3 separate regions of the Mus musculus genome follow, and all the other regions are linked to region 3. A link is a contact called in public Micro-C and promoter capture Hi-C data. All regions are on one chromosome and are shown on one strand. The core of a region is the stretch at or near the end of the contact, and the rest is flanking DNA. Distances in the headings are between cores, read along the strand shown. Region 1 holds the start of Hand1 (heart and neural crest derivatives expressed 1). Region 2 holds the start of Rai1 (retinoic acid induced 1). Region 3 holds the start of H3f4 (H3.4 histone).

The links. Promoter capture Hi-C pulls out the DNA fragments that hold promoters and counts their contacts. A called contact is a pair of places that touch in the nucleus more often than the background predicts.
Region 1: a contact with region 3 is called in a Micro-C map of embryonic stem cells, with 4 times the contacts expected there. The contact joins the promoter of Hand1 here to the promoter of H3f4 in region 3. A contact is called at or near these places in 2 of 39 promoter capture datasets (cranial neural crest and maxillary cranial neural crest) and 1 of 484 Hi-C or Micro-C datasets (embryonic stem cells).
Region 2: a promoter capture Hi-C map of pre-B cells shows a contact between it and region 3, with 6 times the contacts expected there. The contact joins the promoter of Rai1 here to the promoter of H3f4 in region 3.

Annotation. Positions count from the first base shown.
Region 1 is chr11:57,830,248-57,834,113 of GRCm38.p6, forward strand. Hand1 (heart and neural crest derivatives expressed 1) reads right to left here and starts at 1,900. Exons shown (of 2, transcript NM_008213.2): 1 at 997-1,900. The coding sequence starts at 1,539. It overlaps Gm32915 (a long non-coding RNA gene), which reads left to right and starts at 1,861. Exons shown (of 3, transcript XR_003949681.1): 1 at 1,861-3,254.
Region 2 is chr11:60,103,435-60,107,461 of GRCm38.p6, forward strand. It overlaps Rai1 (retinoic acid induced 1), which reads left to right and starts at 1,579. Exons shown (of 6, transcript NM_009021.2): 1 at 1,579-1,960.
Region 3 is chr11:58,959,205-58,963,386 of GRCm38.p6, forward strand. It overlaps H3f4 (H3.4 histone), which reads left to right and starts at 2,507. Exons shown (of 1, transcript NM_001318003.2): 1 at 2,507-3,069. The coding sequence starts at 2,608. The coding sequence ends at 3,018. It also overlaps a transcript of Trim17 not described here.

The DNA of each region.
Region 1 (3,866 bases), core at 650-3,149, 1.1 Mb before region 3:
CCAGGACCAGGATTGGCCCTAGAACCGCTTCCACAAGGTGCTCCTCCCTCCCGCCCCACATCCCCAGCCCAGGCCTCAGGCGGCTGAGGCTGGGAGTCTGTCTTTCCGGTGGCTCCAGGTAAGCCAGCCCTACTTTGCCACAGACCCCGAGGGTCAGATAAAAGCCACCGAGCTCCCCAGTCCACACTGCTGTGTCTAGGCCTGAGCCTACCAAACAGGGGGAACTCTGGCGGCCAGAAGTCCCACCGCCCCTAGGTGGAAGATCACTCAAACTGGAGAAGACCCAAAAAGGCTGACTAGGCAAGCGCAAAGGCCAAAGCCCTTCCTGTTTGTTGCATCCAAAGCCTTGAGATTGTCTAGCCCATCACCCTGTCCCAGACTAGATCCAGACTAGGAGCAGACTAGACCCAGCCTTGAGCTGCCTTTCCACCCCACTTTTCCCTCCAGTGGTCTACTGTTTCTCCAATTAGTACATTAATTGAGGTAAATAATCCTTTCCAATAAACCCATGGGAATCGAGTAATTCAGATATTCATAATTAAGCAAATGAAAGAATGAAGCCTCGACTTGTATTGGGTTTTTGTGTTTGGGTTTTTTGTTTTGTTTTGTTGCTTTAAAAACTGTTTTGGGAGAACATCACACGTCAGTGCAGTATTTAAGTCATTTCCTACTTTCATTCTCAACCTGGCTTCCAGAAGGGCCCAGGGAAGACTCAAAACACCTTCAGATTTAAAACAAACTATAATATAGAATATAGCCCCTTCTTGGAAGCCCAAGGTTTTCAATTCATCTTGTAAGGCCCTACGATCACTTTTAAAAAGCAAAATTCTATGTTCACTCAGCAATGACTGTGCACACAATGGCAGACTGTGTCGACCTCAGAACTCTCCCTAGTCTTTCAGAGTCCCACCCAGAACACAGCTCAGTGTTTGCAGGCCTGTTCTTACTTACCCCAGCCCGCACCCTTAGCTGGAACTTATAAGCCCCGGGACTCACCAACTCCCTTTTCCGCTTGCTTTCGCGACCACCATCCGTCTTTTTGAGTTCAGCCTTGAAGGCCTCGGGGTCACCTGCTTGTGCATCCTTGGCCAGCACGTCCATCAAGTAGGCGATGTAACTGGTAGCCAGGCGCAGAGTCTTGATCTTGGAGAGCTTGGTGTCGGCGGGCACATTGGGGATGCACTCACGCAGCTCCGCGAACGCGCTGTTAATGCTCTCTGTGCGTCTCCTCTCCTTCTTGGGTCCTGAGCCTTTTCGTTTGGGCAGGCGGCTTCCAAGAGCCTCCAGCCGACCTGGGCTCTGACTCGGCCTGGCATCGGGACCATAGGCAGCCGCTGCTACTGCGGTGGTAGGTGGTGGCCCGCCGGCAGGGAAATCTGGGGCAGCATCAGCCGGGCTCAGCAGCCAGCTCTGGAAGTAAGGCCGCTCCTGGTGGCAACGCGAGGCCGGGCCAAACAGGAAGGGTTCGTGGAGCATGGGGTGCGGCGGGTGTGAGTGGTGATGATGGTGATGATGTGCGTAGCTGCCCACGAGGTTCATGTTGGAGAGGCTCCTGGCCTGTGCTGTCAGCCCAATTAGCACCGCCCCATGCGCCCCACAGAAGGGGGTCACCGTGGGCTCCAGAGGCAGCGAACTGGCTGGGGTTTGGAGAGTCCTGAGCGAGCAAGGCTGGAGATGACACGAAGGACCTGCCGACCTCTTGAAGGTTTCTGTAGGCAACGAGGGAGAAGGGTTCAGACGTCCAAAGACCGGGTTTAACCCTTCTGCGGACTTGCCACCAGGATCCTGCTTATATAAGGCCTCGGCTTTGATGTCAACCTCTAGCCGGAGCCAATGGCAGGAGGAGGGAAGGGGGTGGCGGTCCCAAGTTTTATGCTCAGCAAGCGCCACACAATTCTAAGCTGACCACAGGGACTGAAAACCCGCCCCGCCTATGTCCCTCCCCTCTCCCAGTTCCCCTCCTGGAAGGGCGGGGGCTACGAACTTGAGGCCAGGCCTGCTCACTCCCTGTACTGAACCTACCACCCTTTCTTCATGGATCCAAGGAAAGGATTCTAGAATTATCCCTTGAAAACAGACAGAGCCTCATCAACACACACACACACACACACACACACACACACACACACACACACACACACACACACACTTGATTTCACAGATAGGGAAACTGAGGACCAGAACAAATTGTTGTTTTTAGGCCTGAAATTCAGAATAGGATATGCAGCATTCCTGAACCCGAACTGCTCATCGTGGGAGCCTGAAGGCCATTGGGCCCAGCAGGGAAGTAGGCTAGGCCCTAACACCTATAGCCCCACCTTTAGGTCCCCTGCTTCAGGCAGGACCTGGAGCTGCTGCCCAACAAGGTGGTCTCCTGAGATCCAGTTCTCGCCCAGCTGCGGACTTCCAGAAGAGCCTTCAGAGGCCGAGGTGGAAGTGGGAGGGAAAGGGAGCGGGGCTTCCAGCTCTTGGGCACTGACCAGTTTGTTCCGGGCTTGGGGGTTGGGGGTGGAGACGGTGGCTGATCTCTGCTCCTCTAGCCTCTCAGGCGCCTGGTTCGGTGTAAACGCCGGCAGGCTGAGCTGGTGGCGAGGCAGCCTGGCGGCGCCTTGGCCCCAAGGCATCTCTGTGGCAGGACTCCCCGGTGTCTTCGGAAGATTCGCACGTAGGGCTAAGGAGCCGGCGACTGCTGGGCTGCTCACTCCATCTGGCTCGCCACCTGCATGAAAATCTTTGATCCTATAAAGATACTTCCACTGAGGCTCACACTGGAAGAAACCAGCCCACCCCCACCCCTGATATCCACGGAGAAACAGCCTAGGCGCTTCACACTCACTCTGCTGAGGCAGGGAATATCTGTGCAACCTTGTGTTGCTCCCCATCAGCCTAGATTCTCCAAGGTGGGATTCCACAAAGAGATGGCTTTCCAAGAGTTGATAAGAACGTGGGAGACCAGGCTTTTAAGCTTGAAACTCTGGGTCTTCTTCATCTTTTCATTAAGGTCCCTGTCCCTAGGACCCCCTCCATCCTCACCAACATTTCTGGTCTCGCTCCTTCCCTAGGTGGGCTTGTGCCTATCAAATGTCAGTTAAGGGGGGAAATGAGATGATGTCAAATTCTTTTTAATTCGCTTCTGATCCAGCCACTCGAAAGTTGCTCGCTGAGGCCCAGCTTGTGTAAGACAATTACCAGGCAGGGACAGTGGGAGAGAGGCCACCGTGCGCAGACGGGATGTGAGGCCCAGTAGCAAGTGGGTAAGTGAAAACGAATGTGGAGTAGGTCGTGGGCTCAACAGATGACAGTCCCTGTGTGTGAAATCCTAGGAATGTGTGCGAATTGTGATTTCTGCGTGTCTGTGAGAGTAATCTCGCTTTGAGGCGTGGATGGAAGCTCAGTCGCTGAGGTCTGAGCCCCAAGGTCCCACCTGTGAGAACTGGTTGTGCAAGAGATTGTGAGCGGCAGTGGAAAGAGATCCGGAGAACCTCACTTTCCTGCCCCAGGCGAACTGGAAACCCGCTGCTTTTGCAGGCGCCTGGCGCCCGCAGCGCTGGGGTTGGGCTCAGCCAGGGGCCTGGGGAAGGCTCCCCGGGAAGGCGCCGGTTCCGCAGCTGCGCAGCTGCTCCGCGGGTTCTTGTGCCCTGCGGGTTGGGAGTCACTCTCAGAATGAGGGAACCTGGGTGGAAAGGGCCTGGATTCTCAAGACAGCACAGTTCTGACTCCAGCAGTCTTCATCCTGGACTCCATGACAGGTCCATACATATACACAGGCTCATCCCTTCGCCGGCACACACAAACACCGGCGTGGTGTTCTTACAGATGTCTTCCACCTTAGCAATAATACAGTGATATGGCATGTGTACACTAAT
Region 2 (4,027 bases), core at 329-2,828, 1.1 Mb after region 3:
GAGGAGAGAGAGTGTGTGTGATATGCCTAGTGTGTCTGGAAAGACCATTCACTGTGCTTGGCTTATGGGAATAAAGATGCCATGCTCAGAAACCAGGTCTGGAGTCACAGTTGAAAGCAGGCCTGAAACAACACAGTGCCCACTTGCCCTCCTCTCCGCTTATAATTTGTGTTTCCCGCCAGGCAGTAAGGAGGACCTAGGGTGGGTCTCGGCTTTGTCAGTATAAGTGAAGGACCTTCATAGATGTGGTGGGCTAGGAGAGAAGCAGTCAGGATGTATAGGATGAGGCAGAAGGGGTGAAGTGTCTGTTACAAGAAGACAAAGGTGCTGAACTTAGCACAACGCTCACACTCCTGATGAAGAAACAGGACTGAAAGGGTGACTGACTCACTTGTGTCAAGTCACCTGGGGACTTGGGTGCTTTGACCTGATGAATGGCTCAGACTTCGACGAAGCAGGTAACTCATGCCACCCTGAGGAGGGGAGCAGAAGCCTTGGGGTAGCCACGGCTCATGGGGCTGTCTATAAGTTAATCGGTTCATTTACAAATCCATTCAAAATTCTTTTACTTAAAATCTGTTGGTGGCTTACTTCCCACAGCACTAAGGAGGCTGCCTTTAGGCTCTTTGTAGTCCTACAGGCCCTGACCTTGGATTAAAATTCAGCATGCTTTTTTTTTTTTTTTTTGGTTTTCCGAGACAGGGTTTCTCAGTGTAGCCCTGGCTGTCCTGGAACTCACTCTGTAGACCAGGCTGGCCTGGAACTCAGACATCCGCCTGCCTCTGCCTCCCAAGTGCTGGGATTAAAGGCGTGTGCCACCACTGCCTGGCTAACATGCCCACTTCTTATCCCATTGGGTATGTATGGCCTCCTTACACTTGTGCTTATTCATCAAGAGCACTCCTGCCTCGGGGCACCCACACTTGTCTTTTCCTCTCAAAGAATGCTCTTCCATGCGCTGCTGGTGCAGGCTCCTTCCTGCTCTTCAGCGATTTGTTCAGACAGGCCTTCTCTCACTCGCAGCTAAATCCATCACTGCACCTGCTGATTTTCTTCCTAGCACTTATTTCGCTCTAAAATTATCTTCGTTATGGACCTGATCATTGTTGGCTGTCTGAGTCTCCCCTACACAATGCCAGCTCCTTGACAGGCAGGAACCGCACTGCTTCGGTACCCAACAAGGTGCCACATGTGCCGTGACTACATTTTTTACATCTAACTTGAGGAAATTTGAAACGGATTCTCCAACCAAAGAAACAGTCACAGGTGAGGGCCACATGGTGGTGGAATGAGCGGGGGACGGGGAGAGGCCTGGCCCAAGTCTAAGTCCAAAATCCTCAGCGAGTGATGAGCAGACCATGTCCTGTGGCTGTCCCCAGGCCTTTCTCGCCGGGCTGCACCTTCAGGCCCTCTGCCAAGCCCCTGCCCCCAGACAGACATGGGGCGTGCAGTGGGGCGCGCGGGCGCCAGGGGGCGCTGTCGGGGCGCGAACGGCCCACCTGGCACCCGAGGCCACGAGCGAGAGCTGCCTGGCCGCCCGGGAACTTTTTTCCTCGCGCTCTCGCTCTCCTGCTCCCCCCGCACGTCGCCCGCCCGCCCGCCGCTCTTCCTGTGTGGAGGGGATCGCATTTCTCTCGGGCTCCCGCGGGCATCAGGCAGGCCCGGCAGGGTGCGCGGTCAGGGCCCGCTACGCGCGCCGCCGGCTCCCGGCGCCCCGGTGCCACCCCCGCTCGCGCCTGGGCTCGGACAGGCCGCTTGCAGAGCCAGGCGGTGGTGGCGGTGGTGGCGGCGGTGGCCAGGGTAGCTGGCTGCCTTGTCGAGGTCCGAGGAAGGGGCCCCGCGGCCCACCCTCTTTCCCGCCCGGGCGGCCGTCGTGCCGGACACCCATGGGCGCGCGGGCCTCCGGGCCGCGAAGTCGCAGCGCCGGACGCCGGGCCCCGGAGTGACCGCGGGCTCCGAGGTGAGCGGGGAGCCCGGCGCGGGGACAAGGACCTGGGCGGGGGCGGCGCGAGGCGTGGGGACCCAGCGGGCAGGGGTCCGGGCGGGGGCCGAGCGCGCGTGGGGCGCGGACGCGGGGTCGCGCGGCCTGGCTTTGTGTGGCGCCGGCGTGAGGCCGCTGGTGGCCGTGTAGGAGCTGCATGAGGGGATTCTGGAGAGTCGGTGGCCCGCCGGGCGCCGGTGCTGGGACCTGAGGCCCAGTGTCACCGAGTGTGGGGCGGGGACGTGGGGCGGTGCAGCGAGGGCCCGAGGGAGCTTTGTGAGTGCGTTCTGGGTGGGGACGGGGAGCCGGAGGCTCGGGGTGTAGCCTGCTCCCGGGTGTCCGGACTGCGAGGGCCGCTCGTGGTGACACAGGACGCGGCGGTCGCCGCGTGTCCCCGCCTGGGCCTGTGCGCAGGCCCCGCACTGACCAGGAAACGGTCCCCGCGACCCAGGAGTCCCTTCGTGGCCAGGCCCTGGGCGCACGGGCCTTTTGGGGTGACGCCACCGGCTGGAGCCCGGGACACGCGAGCTTGGTGCCCTTCCGAAAGCGGCGCGGCGGCCAGGCCCGTGGGCCCTTTCGAGGCCGAGTCCCACGCCTTTTGGAGGCAAGAAGACCTGTGGGGGGGGGATACTGGGCCGAGCGCGGCAGGGGCGAGGGCTTGGCAGGGCTGGGAGGTGACATTTGGAGCTCTGGTCACAACTGGAGGCCTTCAAGGAGGAGCAGAGGGGAAGCGAAACACAAGGCAGGCTCCAGGTCGCGGCGGCCCCAGTTTCCCGGGGCGCCCGTTTTTCCCAGCGACCAGCTAGCTAGCTCCTCTTGGGGCTCCCGGTCGCTCATTCACACAGCAGGGCGGGAGTGCAGCCAGGAGCTGTGCCTGCGTCCCGGGAACCCAGGACCTGAGGACTCTGAATGGATTAAACCCGAGCGTCTTACGCTCCGAAGGACTGGGGACGTGAGGCTGCGTGCCTGCACGGCGAGCCCAGGCCGGCGCGTCCCAGCCCCACCGCACGCACTCCCGCAGCGCTTGTGTCGCGGTTCGAGCGGGGCCCCGCGCCCCCTCCCACCCCCTTTTCCAACGGCAGTGCTGTGTTGAGAATTCAAGGGCATTACATCTGGTTGCAATCTAGTTTCATGCGGCTGCTGGGCTGTTAAGACCTCGAGCTGACGTCAGAGCAGGGGAATTACTTCTTTTTATTTTATCTTTTTTTAGTTGTCTGCTGCCCTGGGAGGGGAGGCGGGTGGAGAGTGGGGCCAGGCAAGCTGTGATGTGGAGGCGCCAGCGCGATGGGAGCCCAGATCTGGGAGCTCTGCTTCCTATCCTATCCGCCTTCTCCTCCCCCATTCTCCACACTTCTCTCAGCTCCAGCCAGGCCTGGGTTGGGGGCAGTGGAGTGGAGGCCCTTCCTGGCTGACTACACAGCTGTTTCCAGAGGTTTCTCTGGGACGTGGCCCTTGGGATCTGGAAGCTGGAGAGTAATCTAGTTTCCCACCCCTCCTCCCAACACCCCAGAGGGTATGTGGGGCCCAAGAACAAGGCATAGATACAGCCATTCTAGTCACAAGGCAGCCTCTCCCTAGAAGCCCGGCCAGGCTCTCAGCGAGAATTCCTCGGAGAGGAGAGGAGCGAGTATGGGGCGATTGAGGCCTCAGAGGCCATCTTGGGAGGGGGTAAAATGTGACCTTCCCTGACAATCAGGCATCCCTCTGACTTCTGCAGAGGGGCCTTCTGCTTCAGAAGTGTCTTTATTCCCACTGCTCCCTGAGGCCTCTGGGAGCAGGGGTAGGGTGGGTGTGGGAGTGGTATTTCTTTTAGGCCCCAAATCTAGACCATTGGTTTAAAAAACCCTACCCAAGATGAAATCCTGCTATGCACACACACACACACACACACACACACACACACACCCCTCCTGCCATGTGCAAAGTAGTTTTTAGGTCACAGTATTGTTCCTACCTACAGTACATAGCAAAAACAAAAGTTTAGTGAATAAATCTACGGCGTGTGCTTTTTCTCTTCCCGTTTATTTGATTGGAAAAATGACTAGT
Region 3 (4,182 bases), core at 1,257-3,756:
ACCATAGTGAGGATTCACCTCGCTCCTGTTAGGATAGCTGTCAAAAACGAAACAAACTAAAAACAAAACTCCTCTTCCAGTACTCGCTAAGTTTCTGTTCCTGTTCCTCTTTCCAGTTCCCTACATAGTCGCTTCATTCCTGCTTAGGGATAAACTGCAATGTTGTGATCAGCTCAACTGGCTACCATCGACGTCAAAGAGTGCAGAGGCACATACATTTATGTCTACTGTCACTCGCATGCGTTGAGTATGCCTTGCACATAGTGCTAACTATGTATTTGTTAAGTTAATTTAAAACAAAGGATTTCTTCCCTGTCTAAGCTGGCGATGGGAAGAAATTGCACTCCCATGGCAAGTAGCAGGAAACTGAGAGGGCAACGCTGTCCCACTGTTGTGCTCCCGCCCCCATCTTCCACCCCTAACACTAAACCTTCATTTGATCCTTTCCCACAAGGCATAGGTGCAGATCGAATAATGAATGGGGGAAATTTAATAGGGAAAGAAAACTACAGGCTCCAGAAAGGAAAGAAGATCCTTCTCAGATTTTGAGACGCTGCTCTGCATTACATCCAGCCTTGTATGGTGTGACTTCTCTGGGAAGCTCGGCGCAGTCTAGTTGAAATAAAATAAAAGAAATTAAAAAAAAAAAATTAAGATTACAGCAGTGGCTTCCATAGGTGCAGCGCCCAGCTCGGGAACCAACGCGGTGACAGCTGTAGTCTGGCCTTGCCGAGGTTTGGGGGTGCGGGAGTGTGGGAGCGTGAGCACCGGGGTGTAGAGAAGGTTTCCCGCGTCCTCTGATGGGCACCTCGGCCTTGGGTGCTGGAGAAGCGACGCGCTTTGCCCTCTCCGGCTCCGGAGCATGGGCATGCTCGGGGGCGTTTTCTGATTGGTCAGTCCAAAAGCTCTGACTGATCCAATTGGCTGTGTGAGGTGCAAGATGGACAGCTCCTTCCTCCCTGGCTCCCTCAGAATTTCAAGCCCTGTGTGTGTCGCCGATGTCTCACAGGGTCGTACATTCCCAGAGGCAAGAGTTTCGGTTCTTTCTGAACGTGAAGCTATTTTCCCTGTCACTGTATCCATAAGCTGGCACTAGAGAGTGGCGCGGGCCGGGACGTCCCGGTTCCTGGGCACCACCAATGGACGACCCACGTCCTCCGGTTGGCGTAGCGCCTACCCGCGACCGCACACCGCAGGCACGGGCTCGGGATTCCCCGCTTTGGCGTTCACCGGCGTCAGTTTAAACTACACATACACGTTTGGAAGCAAAACACCATGATTGTCAGTGAGTTCTATTTTTTAACCAAATCCGTAAAGATGCACCACAGTTTGATTTCTATCCTTTTCTGGACTCACGTTTTTTGAAATTATGTGGACGACATTTCTCATCCTCTGACGTGATCTAAATAATCATTATTACTATTGTTTGATACCCTGATTGTGACCTTTGGGGGAATCCTTGAATACAGCCCATGTTATCCTTGAAAGCCTTTGCTTCAGAAATCCTTTTTTTTTTTTTTTTCCTAATTTTCTTTCAGATCTAAAGATGTTTTATTTTGTTTGATAAAGCGTCATTTCAGTGTACTCTAAGCCTCAAAATTATTATCCTTCTGATTCAGCTACCGAGTACTGAAGTTATAAGCATGGACTACTGTTCTTTGAGTCATATCTTCTAGTTTTTTTTTTTTTTTAATTAACGTACGTTAACTGTGCTTAGTAATGGGTTTCATTTTGATAACTTCACACACACACACACACACACACACACACACACACACACACACACACCAGCTCTCCCCTTTTTTTCCTCTTCCCTCTGGTCCCTTTCTCTCTATAAATACCACCCCGACCCCATTTTTATGCTTTTTTTTTTTTTTTTTTTTTAATCTAGCTTCCACATGCTAGAGAACCCATGCCATGCTTTTCTTCCTGCCTGGATCCAGCTTACTTAACACTGTGATCTTGAGTTCTTTCCATTGTTCCAGCAAACGACACAATTTCTTTTCGTTTTTCTCTTTATTTTTTTCCATCTCTACCCCTCCCTATTTTTAAAAAATAGTGTTAATACTATGTAGCCCTGGCTAACCTCAAACACACAGATATCCACCATCCTTTGCCTCCCGAGTCCTGGAATTAAGCTTAACTGCTGAGCTACCTCCAGCCCTCGCCCCCAGGGGCGTCCTCAGACCAGGTGGATGTTTTTTTAGTATTCCAGAACTCAGGAAAACTATGCCTCGTTGTTATATAAAGGAAGCATGCAGAAAGGTTCTAGAAGGTTCTTTGTGTCTTGGGAGTCGAGGCAAGATTGTTTTGTTTTTTTATTTAACAACAACAATAAAAGCTCCAAGAAAGCGACTTGAGTTTTTTCCACAGACCCCGCTGCCCTCCTACCGAGCCGCAACTAACAGTTCCAGAGTCCACACCACTCAGAGAGAATATAAGAGGCAGGGTGTAAAGTCAATCCCCCAATGGACCAATCAGAGTGCAGCATCCCATAATGCCACCTGGTGGGCAGCCAATAGGAATGTAGCTGGGTCTATAAAAGCAGTGCTACTCGCCCCCCACATTGTGCACCTGAGGAGCAAGGGAGGCGGACGATTCAGGAAGATGGCACGCACCAAGCAGACGGCACGGAAGTCGACGGGAGGCAAGGCTCCGCGCAAGCAGCTAGCCACGAAGGTGGCCCGCAAGAGCGCCCCGGCCACCGGGGGCGTGAAGAAGCCGCACCGCTACCACCCTGGCACGGTGGCGCTGCGCGAGATCCGGCGCTACCAGAAGTCCACCGAGCTGCTGATTCGCAAGTTGCCATTCCAGCGCTTGGTGCGTGAGATCGCCCAGGACTTCAAGACCGACCTGCGCTTCCAGAGCTCCGCGGTGATGGCGCTGCAGGAGGCCTGCGAGTCGTACCTCGTGGGGCTGTTCGAAGACACGAACCTGTGCGCTATCCACGCCAAGCGGGTGACCATCATGCCCAAAGACATCCAGTTGGCTCGGCGCATCCGCGGAGAACGGGCTTAGGCTCCCACAGGCACCGCTCATGAACCCAACGGCTCTTTTCAGAGCCACCCACAGAGTCAGAAAAAGTGTCTGTAACGTAGACTTAGGTGTCCTGTCTCCTCAGGAGGTGAAGACAAGGTGGCCGGCAATCGAAGTGTCTCCCCAGATCAGTCTAGAGGGCTTAGCAGCTAATCCTTGCCCATTGAGCTATTTGACTTGCAGCTCCGTCCTATTCTAACCTGCCTTCCCTTGATAGGTATAGTGGCCTGAGCCCTTGTACTACAAGATGATGGTTGTGTTGCTGACTGGTTTTACCAAGTGAAGGTAGCTCCTACCGGCAGTAAACGTGCTATGTTTGCATAGTTGATAGTATCCAAACGCATCTGCTCAGTAACCAAGTTACTTATGTTTTGTGTTTTAAGGCTCATAATGCCTGGTATTAAAAAGGCTAGCTATTCCTGTACTTGAAAAGTTGGCCTTTCTCCTGATGGAAAGCCCAGTGAACTGCCTTTGATTAAAGTTAATTTTGCCCATCTGTTAACGGCGGCAGCAAAAGAGTCAGGAAAGTGTTAACTTACATATTTCCAGGGGACACATCCAGAGAATCCTGTCTTAAACGATTCCTGTAGGGTACGAAAGTCTAGCTGTTGTCTTGACTCAACCTGAGTTGTAAGCAATAGGAACCTCTCTTATCAAAAGGATGTTTTGCGCTGGAGTTTAATTCTCTGAGCCTTGGTTTTTCATACTGTCCAGTACTGTATGACTTCTGAGCCATACAAAAAGGGTGGTGTTCAGAGATGACCGGCATGGAGACTAACCGGCTTGATCAGAAATCAAACTGGGAGGAACCCGAGATGGTTAACTGAACTGCATTAGTGGAGGGCTGAGGGGAATAGCCTGAATAAGCCTGTGAGGTTAACACAGAAAACTTTACCTCTCCTTTGTAGTGGAATCACTCATTAATGCCAATGTTAAATACATAAATTACTCCTAGGGTGTGCATATAATATAAGTATGCAACTGAAGAGTTTTGAAGCCCATTATGTCTCCAAGCCCAGGGATGGGGGAGCAGGGGAGGGCAAGGAGGCAGAGGGGAGGTAGAGGGGGGCAGGATGGGGGGGTGGGTGAGTCTAAAGACTGTTTGTGTAGCCTTGGCTGTCCTGGAACTCCCTCTGGCCTCAAATT